2 separate regions of the Oryctolagus cuniculus genome follow, and region 2 is linked to region 1. The links are chromatin contacts, called in public Hi-C maps. All regions are on one chromosome and are shown on one strand. The core of a region is the stretch at or near the end of the contact, and the rest is flanking DNA. Distances in the headings are between cores, read along the strand shown. Region 1 holds the start of SPRY1 (sprouty RTK signaling antagonist 1). Region 2 overlaps AFG2A (AFG2 AAA ATPase homolog A).

The links. A called contact is a pair of places that touch in the nucleus more often than the background predicts.
Region 2: a contact with region 1 is called in a Hi-C map of an unstated tissue, with 3 times the contacts expected there. The contact joins the enhancer-like site here to the promoter of SPRY1 in region 1. A contact is called at or near these places in 4 of 6 Hi-C or Micro-C datasets (embryonic fibroblasts, psoas muscle, skin fibroblasts and 1 more).

What each region holds. Positions count from the first base shown.
Region 1 is chr8:41,314,749-41,320,514 of mOryCun1.1, forward strand. SPRY1 (sprouty RTK signaling antagonist 1) reads right to left here and starts at 3,076. Exons shown (of 3, transcript XM_070047199.1): 1 at 2,946-3,076; 2 at 2,257-2,526; 3 at 1-509. The coding sequence starts at 454.
Region 2 is chr8:41,554,117-41,559,882 of mOryCun1.1, forward strand. All of the region lies in intron 14 of AFG2A (AFG2 AAA ATPase homolog A), which reads right to left. Among named protein-coding and RNA genes, the nearest start is that of AFG2A, 150 kb to the right of the region's middle. Within about 2 kb of position 3,330, at least 1 of the 8 cell types and tissues checked has an H3K27ac peak or open chromatin away from gene starts, as enhancers often do.

The DNA of each region.
Region 1 (5,766 bases), core at 1,826-4,325:
TTTCGGACCTGTGACCAGGGACTGGTCTGCTGGGTGGTGACCTTCCTAACAGTCCCTGCTCAGAAGAGGCACTGCTGTTGCTCCCAGAACTGGCTGCACTTCCAGTGCTGGTTGATCTGCTCAAAATGGGGCCCCTGGCAGTATTTGCAAGTCCCACATGTCCCAGGTGGCTCGTAGGTCTATGCTCATAGTTGTTATTCACATTAATTGGTATGATTTCATGAGTCCTTTCATGCTTTTCTTGTCTCGGTGCTGTCCGAGGAGCAGGTCTTTTCACCATGGAAGGCCCCTCTGTGTATTCATTGCTGCCTCTGATGGCCTTGATTTGGTCTAAGGACAAAATAGCAGCAGGCTGACTCTCTCTCTCATAGTCTAATCTCTGACGGCTATCCAAAGCAGGCTGCTGGATCACAACTAAGGAACTGCCACTGCCATGTTGATTTTGGGGATCCATGTGTAGTGATCTCGGATTCTGGCAATCAGTAGAAACCTGGCATGCATCTGAAATCCTAAAAAGGAAACCAAAATGGGGAAAAAAAGAGAGAGAGACAAAGCAAATAAATAACAGGAAACTTTTTTTTTTGGGGGGGGGGGATCCTGTCAAGTCACAAATTGCCTAAACCACCTGGTTATGATCGCCTTCATCAGCGGATTACAATGATGCTGGGGTCCTGGCCAGAGTCCAATTCCAAGAGAGGCTATGGACCACATCATAGAATAAGAATGTAAGCAAGAGTCCATGCCATAAAAACTAGAAGTTTTTCCAAGTTTTTAAAAGTGGAATCAAGAGGAAGTAATGCCTTCCTGTTTGCAAATCTCATAATTAAAATGGAGCTTGCCTTCATATGGAACCCTGACTATAAGCACTGGACTAGCTGTCATCTGAACAAAGTTCACTGTCAGTTCATCAGTGTTTTTGCGTAAAAGAAGAGATCCATTCTTCTAAAAAAATCAAGAATGGCTTTGGTGCTGTTGCCTTTTTGTTATTTGTGTGCTACTACAAGCACTGGCTTGATGAGGAGGAAATTAATGCAGGCATTTGCAAAAAACCTCAAGAGATGCAAAACTAAAATGGAATCTCAAGTCATTTTCAGTAGAAATTGGGATTCTGATGCTCACTTTTCCTCAATGAGACACAGAAATGAGCACACGAGGAACGCAAGAGGTCCTGGTGTTTTACAGCCACTACAATACATACACAAAACCCAATGCACATTTCTGTGAATGTTCTGAGCGTTCCTACTGGAAATCATGAAATGCCTTTTTTAAAAGCTTAAATAAGGGCTCACTCACATAACAAGATAATTTTTATGCACAAATAAGCGTTAGGCCTTTCAAGCAGTGTGAGGAAATCCTGGCTATCTTAATTATCTGTATTTCCTCTAATTTAAAAATCCTCATTTAGAGGACGGGGCCTTGATTTTCAAAAGTACTGCCAGCTCTGAATCAATGCGCCTCTTGTAATAAAATAAGTACTCTAACATCCTGATAAAAACAAACATCTATGTTTCCATAAAAGTCGTAGATTACTAATTTATGATGTATTCTTCATTTAAAAAAAAAAAAACCTACCAAGCATAAAAACGTTTCCCTTCTCATCAATGGCAAACTAAAATATTTTTCACACAAACACCTTCCAAGTCTACAGATTCAACCCAACGGGAAGAATGAAAAGAAAACACACACACACACACACACACACACACCCTGCCCATTCTCCACTAGGACTCTGCGCCAAAACACTCCGTGCCGGCTTAAGGAGCAGAGCAGAACACGGGGCACTCCCGGCAGCCACCGGCGCCCCGAGACCCTGCCCCGCGCTCGGTGCGGTACCCTGCCGGCGTCCCGCGCCTTCACGCCGCTCGCCCCGCGCGCGCCCAGCGGCACGGTCCCGGCCTGCCGCCTTCCGTCCCGAGGTCCCCGGGGGCTGCTGGAGGCTCCGAATCCTCCCTCCAGCCCAGTACCGCCACTTCTCAGCCCAGAGCTTTGCGAGCACGGGGGGCGGGGAGGGGGCTCTCAATGTGCCAAGAGTCCTGCAAAGGGGCCCTATCATCCCCACCACGCGCAACTTTCATTCTGATGGCCGGAACCAAGTCCACGCTGGCGGGGAGACTAAGTCGCCCAGATCCCACCCCGACTCTCCCAAACGCACAAAACCCCAACAAAATCTACCGCCTGGCACCCGAAGGGGAAGCCCCCCGGCCCCTGCCCGCGCGCGCACACGCGCCCCCGGAGCCGCGAGGCGAAGCGGCATACCTGTGCGGGCAATCCCGTCACATCCTCCGCGTCCCCGGGGGTCTCCAGCACACTCTCTGCGCAGGACACCGAGGGTTCCGGCCAATCGCGCCGAGCCTTCCGAGCGAGCCCGCGGCGGCCGGCGTCTAGGCGAGCGTCCGTCTACACTTTAAAGGACACGCCGCAGTCGCGGAGCGCTGGGGCCGAGCGCGCCGGGGCAGGGGCCGCAGCGGAGCGTCGCCGCCACATTGCCCGGTTACGACGGTGGAGCTGCGCCCTCTGCAATCCGCGCTGAGAGGAGCGGGGAATAAATAGTGGACGCAGAGGAAGGAAAAGGAAAAAGTTATGAATGAAAACAAGTTTTCTCTCTCTCTCTCCCTCTAGCTCCGGCAGGAGGCGGGAGGAGGCTGAGGTTACCATTACCTCAGGAGGGCGGACTTCCCCACTGTTAAAGTGGCAGTGCCCTCTCCCCTCGCCTCGCCGCCGCTCCCCAAACAAGCTCCGCGGCGCACGCGGGTTCTGTCCCGGGGTGGGGGGCTTCACCGCCCTCCACGAGCGCGCGCACACGGTCTTTCCCGACCCCACGTCCGAGCGCGGACTCCACCGCAGAAAGCCCGCTGGTGGCACAAGCCAGGACACTCCTGCCCCCCACCCAGGGAAACACCCCCACGAAAGCCCCCCGAATCCATCTTTCGCGTGGAGACCACAACCTGGGCCACGGCAACACCCGCTCCAAGCAACTAAGCACCGGAAGACCCTGCCTCGTCGTTGTCCTGGGCCGCGCAAGGTCGCCCCCCCACACACCCCGGCTGCCCACCCCCGAGCTCCCCCGCCCCCACCGCCCTGAGCCGCAGCCCCCAGGACGCGAGGGGCGGCGGGCGGAGCCTGCGACGCGCGGCCTCGGCCCTCCCCGGCCCTGCCCCTCCGGTCCGGGAGCCCCGCACCTGCCGCGCCGAGCAAGCCCCGCCCGCGCGCCGCCCGCCCGCCCGCCTGCCTGCCCGCGGGCGGCCGCCGCCGCGCACTCACCTAGGCCGAAGCGCTGGAGGGCAGCCAAGCCGAGCGAGCCGGCCCTGGTCTCGGTGCGGGCGGCGTCGTGCACGCGCCGCATCAACCGCGGCGCGCAGGACGAGCAGGCATCGCCCAGGCTGCAAGGAGTGGGCCCGCGCGGCCTCCCTCGCCCCCGCCGCAGCCGGGCAGGAGCGCTCCCCGCGGCCCCCTTCCGGCTGCGGACAGCAGTTCTGCGGCCGCTCGCCTTCGGCCGGGCGCGCAGACCTCTCACGGCTCCAGTCCCATCCACCTCGGGGCCGTTCCTCTGCAGCCCGACTGGCAAGAGCTAGCTAGTCAGAGTCCCTTCGGGAGGCCTCTCCGAGTCTCAGAAAAGCGAGCAGGGGCGCGGCGGAGAGAAGAGTGCGTGACGGGCCAGCTGACTGGCACGGTGTGCTCGGACCAGAGTGTACTTCTCGGGTGCCAATCGCTCCTCGCGGGGAGGGACGGAGGGGCGGCGGCCTCCTGACGAGTGAAAATCCACGTCACGGGCGTTCGAGACTTCACGGCGCCCGGGACAGGGCTCGCACAGGCGTCGGGCGGGCGGGTCGCGGAGCCGCGGCAGGCCCCGGCCGGACCCCGGAGGGCACGCGCCCGCGAGGCTGCCGCTGCCGGGTGGGGGGTAGTAGGGGGGTTGTCTGCCGCTTTGGGGAGGGGGCTGTGGAGGAGCGAAGTTTGGGGGTCCTTCTCAGAGAGAAAACAGAGACCGGCGTCGTCCCTTGTCCCCCGCACAGGCCGAGGCGCTTTCTCGGTGCCGCACGCCGGGCAAGTGGGGGGCACAGTGTGTCCGCGGGCAGCCTCTCCCGGAGAGCGCTCAGTCCCGGTCCTCCGACCCTGCGCGTCCACGGCCGGGATCCCCGCTACAGGGTTCAGAGAGAGAAACTCATGAATTTCCTTTCTCCCCAGGCCCTGGGCCGCCCGCTCCGCCGGGCCGAGGGAGCGGGGCGGGCCGCTGGCCAGCTCTCGCCCGCCGCCCGCAGCCCGCTGCCATGTGCCGCCTGTTGCTGCTGCCCGTGATTGACAGGCCGGCGCACGGTCGGCGTGTCAGCGGCGAGCCCAAGTAACATGCAGACTTGCACGTTTTTGCCCAAGTGCTTTTGCCCCCTTGGAATGCCTGGGAGTTCAGACCACGTTCAAGCAACGCCTCTGCGCACTGGAAAGCAATACACAGGGACGGGAAATTTAGGTTTTAAACCATAGCTTCTCTCGGGCTTCGGTCGCCAACAATGCCTTAAACAAACACGCAGTTGGTCCGCATACCGAGTGCCAGCCCCTCTTCGGCATAAGCGGCCCTGTGTTTCACGCGTCCGACCGCTCAGACCTTAAACTTGATACTCTTCGGTTTAGGAAAAAAAGTGAAAGGGACCCTGCTTTTTCGTTTAGTGTCAGCATTTACGTTGAGAGCATTTAGCAGTGGGAAGGCTGCTGGTGTTTTGAAATGCAACCAGTCCTCTTGGCTCTAAAGCGAGTTCAAAGACCTGTTCAGTCCTTGCAAAAGCCCACATTTCTCACCTTACCGTTCCTAAAATGTCTACGGAAGGAAAGGAAGGAACCGGCTCTTACCTAGTGCAAAGATTGCAAATTGCTTTTCAGGCACATGTACAGCGTCTGTAGCTGTTCCTTATCCAGGGCAGGGAGCTCTGTCTGCTGCTATCACTCTGCAAACCAGTGCGTGCTTTACAGAGCGAACCCACTCCCGCTCCGCAGAATTTCAGCTCCTCGCCTCCACCTCCACCTCCACGGCAGGACACGCCTCCAGTGATATCATGTGTCAATCACCCGGGCCGCCCGAAAACCTGGAACAGGATTTCCTCAACTGCTGTTTCCTCTTTCGTTTGTATGTACCAGCTTGGAGGTGTTGCCCTATTGACTCGTGCAATAAACATCCTCTGAAGCTTCGGGATTGCCTCTAAACATTCTGCAAATGCAGTCTGTCAGAAAGGAATGCATTCGAATTTAGCTATCAATCTTTCGTTACTCATCTGCAAGTGGAAGAATTGCTGGACTCCACCCTTGGAGTTGAACTAGAAAAGAACTGTGAACAACAAAAGATGAAAAAAGTTGTATGCCAAGCCATCACTTCTGATCAACTACAGGGGACTGTATATTGATATTAAATAGTTGGTAATGAGACATTCCAGTTCCTATTTAAAACTTCGGAAGAAGTGAAATCTTCAGTTTCAAAAGGTGGCACTCGTTGCAAATGTTAATAGAACGAGGTGAAATTTCCTGCTGTGAGTTTTTAAGTAATTGCTCTACCTTTAGCTTGTGATGCAATTTTCCAAAAAGTAATCACATGAAGAAAAAAAAAAAACAAATTCCTTACACTTTGTAATGTATTTGTATCATTTTTGCAAAAAAAAACCCACCAACTTATCTATTTTTAAGAATCAGCTAAGAATCAATTAATTAAAATAGAAATAATTTACCAAGAAGTTTTATAATTGTTAATAATTTTATGTGTCACTGGAAGCAAATAGGCAAGAA
Region 2 (5,766 bases), core at 2,080-4,579, 240 kb after region 1:
ATTTTCCATTAACTTATTTTTTAAGATTTAGTTATTTTATTTGAAAGTCAGAGTTACATAGAGAGAGGAGAGGCAGAGAGAGAAAGGCAGAGAGAGAGAGAGAGAGGTCTTCCATCCATTGGTCACTCCCCAATTGGCCGCAACAGCCAGAGCTGAGCTGATCTGAAGCCAAGAACCAAGAGCTTCTTCCTGGTCTCCCACGTGGCTGCAGGAGCCAAGGACTTGGGCCATCTTCTACTGCTTTCCCAGGCCATACCAGAGAGCTGGATTAGAAGTGGAACAGCCAGGTCTCTAACTGGTACCCATTTGGGATGCTGGCGCTTCAGGCCAGGGTGTTAACCCGCTGTGCCACAGCACCGGCCCCACTTTTTGAAGTACTCATATATACATACACACACACACACACACACATATGACAAAGGATTAATACCCAAAGCATACAAATATAAGGAACTCAAAAAAATTCAACATCACAGGAAAAAGATGAAAAAAGACCAAATACGACAAATGCTGACAATTATACAAAGGGGGAACTCTTACACAGGTTAGGGGAAATGGAGATTAAGTATGGAGGTTACAGAAATCAAAAGCAGAATTACAGGATGATCCAGCAATCCTATTGCTAGGTATATACATATTCAAAAATGATATCATTATCAAAGAGATATCTGTATTCCCACATTCACTGCAGCACTATTCACATTAGCCAAGATATAGAATCAACTTTAATGTCCATTAAAAAATGAAAGGACAAAAAAAGTACATATGCTGGCACTGTGGCATAGCAGATAAAGTCGCCACCTGCAGGGCCATCACCCCAAATGGGTGCCAGTTTGAGTCTTGGCTACTCCACTTCTGATACAGCTCTCTACTATGGCCTGGAAAGCAGTAGATGGCCCAAGTCCTTGGGCCCCTGCAACCGTGTCGGGGACCCAGAGGAAGCTCCTGGCTTTTGATCGATGCAGCAACAGCCCTTGAGGTCATATGGGGAGTGAACCAGCAGATGGAAGACCTACCTCTCTCTTTCTCCCTGCAACTCTGCCTTTCAAATAAATAAATAAATAAATCCTAAAAAAACAAATACATAAACACAGTGTTATATATTCAGCCTAAGGAAATGGATAAAATCCTATCATTTGCTAGAGCTTGGATGGAAGAAAAGGTCACTAGTATCACATGATCCCACTCATCTCAGAATGATCATATATAACTAATATAACATCGGCAACAATTATACAGGTTACCAGACTGAGAGGCAAATAGAAACTGACAGAAAGGGCTTGACAATCAGCTGGGCTCCAAAGTCTTTCCAGTTATGAGGCCCAGACTGTCTATCTCTTCACAAGGGGTACATCATAAGGGAAGTGTGGATCTCCTTAAGAGAAGGTACCTGTTGACTTCCATTACCTAGCTGGCCCAAGAGGGGAGCTGGCAAGGTAAAAGCAGGTGGTATCTCTAACAGGAAATTGACAGTTTTGCCTGCAATGTTGCTGACCCTACAATGTAAAATGGTTCAATCACTAAGGGAAATAGCAGGGCAGTCCAAGCAACAACCAAAAATAGAATTACAACATGATACAGCAATTCCCACCTCTAGGTATATTTCCAAAATTAAAGCAGTATCTCAAAAGAGATATTTGTAAACTCAAGTTAATGGCAGAATTATTTCCAATGAAAAAAATGTTGAATGCTGTAAATACATAATGAAATATTATTGTCTTAAAAAGGACAGAGAATCTGTCATTTACTACATGATGACACTGAGGATGCTACAGTAAGTAAAGTCAAAGACTCACATAATGTATAACTCTATCTATATGAGGTTTTTTCAATGTCCAAAATTACATGCACAGAAAGTCTAGGATCTGAAGGAGTGTAGATTGAGGAGTTACAGTTTAATAGGTATGGAGTTTCAGTTTTACAAGGTGAACAGAAATGGAGATGGACAGTAATTAAAGTTGCACATTATAAATGAATTTAATACCACTGAACTGTATACCTACAACTGGTTGAGGGGCTGATGTTGTGTTGTATTGGGTAAAGCTGCCGCCTGCAACACTGGCATCCCATATGGGCGCTGGTTTGAGACTCGGATGCTCCACTTCCAATTCAGCTCCCTGCTCATGCACCTGGGAAATTAGCGGAGAGATGGCAAAAGTCCCTGGGCTCTTGTACCCACCTGGGAAACCCAGAAGAAGCTCCTGGCTCCTGGCTTTAGACTGGCCGAGCCCTGGCTGTTACAACAATTTGAGGAGTGAACCAGCAGGCTGAAGATTTTTAAAGATTTATTTAAATATTTGAAAGACAGAGTTACAGAGAGAAGTAGAGCCAGGGAGAGTGAGAGAGAGATCTTCCATCCGCTGGTTTACTCCTCAAATGACCGCAATGGCCACAGCAGTCTGGGACTTTAACCCACAGTACCACAGCACCAGCCCCAATGGCTCTCTGTTTAAATTGTCTTTTTTATAGGAAAGACTTTTTAAACACATTAAAGGCAAAAGCTGTATGGCTGTATCTACATTCTTCTACTCCCTACGGTAAAAACTGTCATTTAAAAAGTACAAAATTATTGACAAACCACAAGATCCCCAAAATGTGTATTATATTCTAGTATTATCTGATAAGAGATCAAACTACCAGTTTATGCAATATAGATGCTATAATTATTGCAGTTGAAAATAATACAAGCAATGTTAATTTATATTCAGTATGGGCTCAAGCTTCTATGTACCACCAAACACAAAAAAATCTTTTTCACCCTATACATATTACTTTGATGACCTTAAATGTAAAATTTTGGACTTGTTTTTTAGTAAACTTCTTATTATGAGAAAATTTTATATAACATTAGCATTATCCTTATTCCCATGAATATCAGGGTTAATGTAATAGTTTCAGGAAAAGAAAATACATATACAGCAATGTGATAATTAGTAATAAACTTCAAAACCCAGAAAGTATCCCCAAAGGGTTAATCTTAAGTAGATTGAAATAAAAGCCAAACTCACTTTGGCATTTTTCAGTTTAAACCTTTATAATGCCTCTGGCTCTGAAAAGATAGCTTTATTTATTTATTTATTTTAAACATATCCTCTGAGGAAGCTGTTATGATAGAGAACAGGTGTGGAGCACGGACTCCATAAATAAGACTAACCCATCATCCAACATCCATCATTTAGAAGACCATTTGCATTATTTTCTGTTGAGCTGTAAGTAAAAGAGGGATACTAGAATTTTAAGTGCAAAATCCATTAAACCATGTATATCCAACACTCCTAACCACTGAAACCGAAAGCAGATTCAATTTTAAAAATAACAAGAATATGAGTGGCTGACAAAAGACGGATTTCCTCACTTAGTCATCCTCCTGCATTAACAGCTTAATTTCCTACCCGTCACTTAAATCTGGATGTTCCATAAACAAGTTTGCATAACAGGAATTGAAGGAGAGAAAAGAAATATACTACAGTATTTCTTTTCCTGAAAGTTAGCATTCCTGAGCTACGGTATGCCACAGAAAAGGGCAAATTCCTTGAATTAGCAAAAACCTGTCAGTAGATATTTGCCCACTCTTGGGGACACCTGAAGGATCCACCTGTGATTTACTACAGTGTCCTGGATAATATTGATACAAATGAGAAAACACAAGCCCAGAGTGGTATGACTGGCCCATAAATGGGTGAATGACCGAGCTGGGAACTAACTGTACTGAGCAGTCTGGCTGGAGGGTCTCCACATTCACACACAGTGCTGATATCTGTATTCTACTTCAGATAACAGTGATCAGGACAAATCTCCCACTCATTTAAACACATGGCTTCTAAATTTACGCATTCTCATACCTTTTGAGGAGTTTTGTTTATTGGTATAAAGTTATGTTATTTTCTCATTCCTAAGGTATCTTTTGTATATCTTACCTAAAATAACTCTTAAATTTATTCCAGCAACTTTTAATTTTATTGAGTTTGTGGAACTAATGTTGGCAACAAAATAATTTGTGAGTCACACATAATTATAATTACATTTTCTCAACATAATTGAAAAAATACTTTATGAAAAAATACACTTTAACTTTCCATTTTGGTAATCAATCCCACAAAAATCAATGTTTCTGCATACTAACAATAAACATTTGGAAACAAAATCAAAATAAATAATAATGTTTTTTTCTTTAAATGGAAAAAAAAGAACTAAGAATAATTTAACAAAATATGTGTAGGGCCTCTATACTACAATACACTGAAATAAAAAGAATATCTAAATAAATGTTCATGACCACAGATTCAATAATGTTAAGTTGAAAATTCTCTCCAAATTGATGTACAGACTTCAAAAAATATACCCTCCCCCACAAACCCTAGCTGAATTGTTCAGACATCAACAATTTGATTCTATACTATAGATAGCAAGTTAAATGAAGCAGACTATCTAAAACAAATTTAATAAATGAAGAACAGGGGTGGACATTGTGGCGTGAAGGGTAAAAGCCACCACCTGTGATACCAGCATCTTATATGTGCACCAGTCAAACTCCTGGCTACTAGACTTCTGATCAGCTCCCTGATGATGGCCCGTGAAAAGTAGTGGAAGATGTCCCAAGTGTTTGGGCCCCTAACACCCATGTCGGAGACCCAGATGAAGCTAATGGCTTCTGGCTTTGGCCTGGCCCAGCCCTGGTCAAGGCAGCCATTTGGGGAATGAACTACCGATGGAAGATCTCTCTCTCTCTCTCTGTGTCACAATGTACTTTCAAAATAAACAAATCTTAAAATAAAAACTAGAAATGAAGGACAAAGTTGGAGGACATGTATTATTTTAGGTTCTACCATATAGAGGGACAATAATCAACACAGTGTGGTTTGACAAAAGGACAAAGATCATAGAACAAAATAGAGGATCCAGAAATGACCCATACAAACATAATCAACTGATGGCTGTCAAGGTGAAACAAAAAGGTTAGAGGAGAAACGATAGTCTCTTGTGGTTTGCGAATTGGGGATGGCATGCACATGCAAATAGACATCTATTCATAACTCATGCTGCATACTAAAATTTACTAATTAATAGATTACAGATCCAATGTAAAATTACAAATATTAAAGTAAAACTATGGAACTTTTATAGAAACACAAAGGAGTCTCTTCACCAAATGGTTCTTGGAAAATGAGATATACACATGGGGCACATATGCCAAAAAATGGCAAGGATTTCCTAATATCAAACCAAAAGCACAGGAAACAAAATAGACAATATCAACTATATCAAAATTGGAAACTTGAGTGCATCCGATGACATTATCAAGAATGAAAATGCAAACTATACAATCAGAGAAAATATTTGCAAACCATGTATCTGATAAGGGTTTACTATACATTATATAGAAATAGAAGAACTCCTACAATTCAACAACAGTAAAAACAATTAAAGGAGCAAAAGATTTGCATATTTCTTCAATGAGCATATACAAAAAACTAATAAGGGATATCTGTGTTCCCACGTTTAGTGTAGCACTACTCACAGTGAACAACATATGGGGCTGGCTTTGTGGCTCAGTGGGTTAAGTTGCTGCTTGTAATGCCCAAAATGGAGTGCTCATCTGAGGCTCAGCCATATGATTTTTGATCCAGTACCTTGCTAATGTGCCTGGCAAACAGCAGTTGGTGCCTCAACTGAGTAACTGTCCTTCATGTGGAAGACCTGGAAGAGGTTCTTGGCTCTGGCTTGGCTCAGCCCCAGCTGTTGCAGCCATTTTGGAAGTCAGGCAGC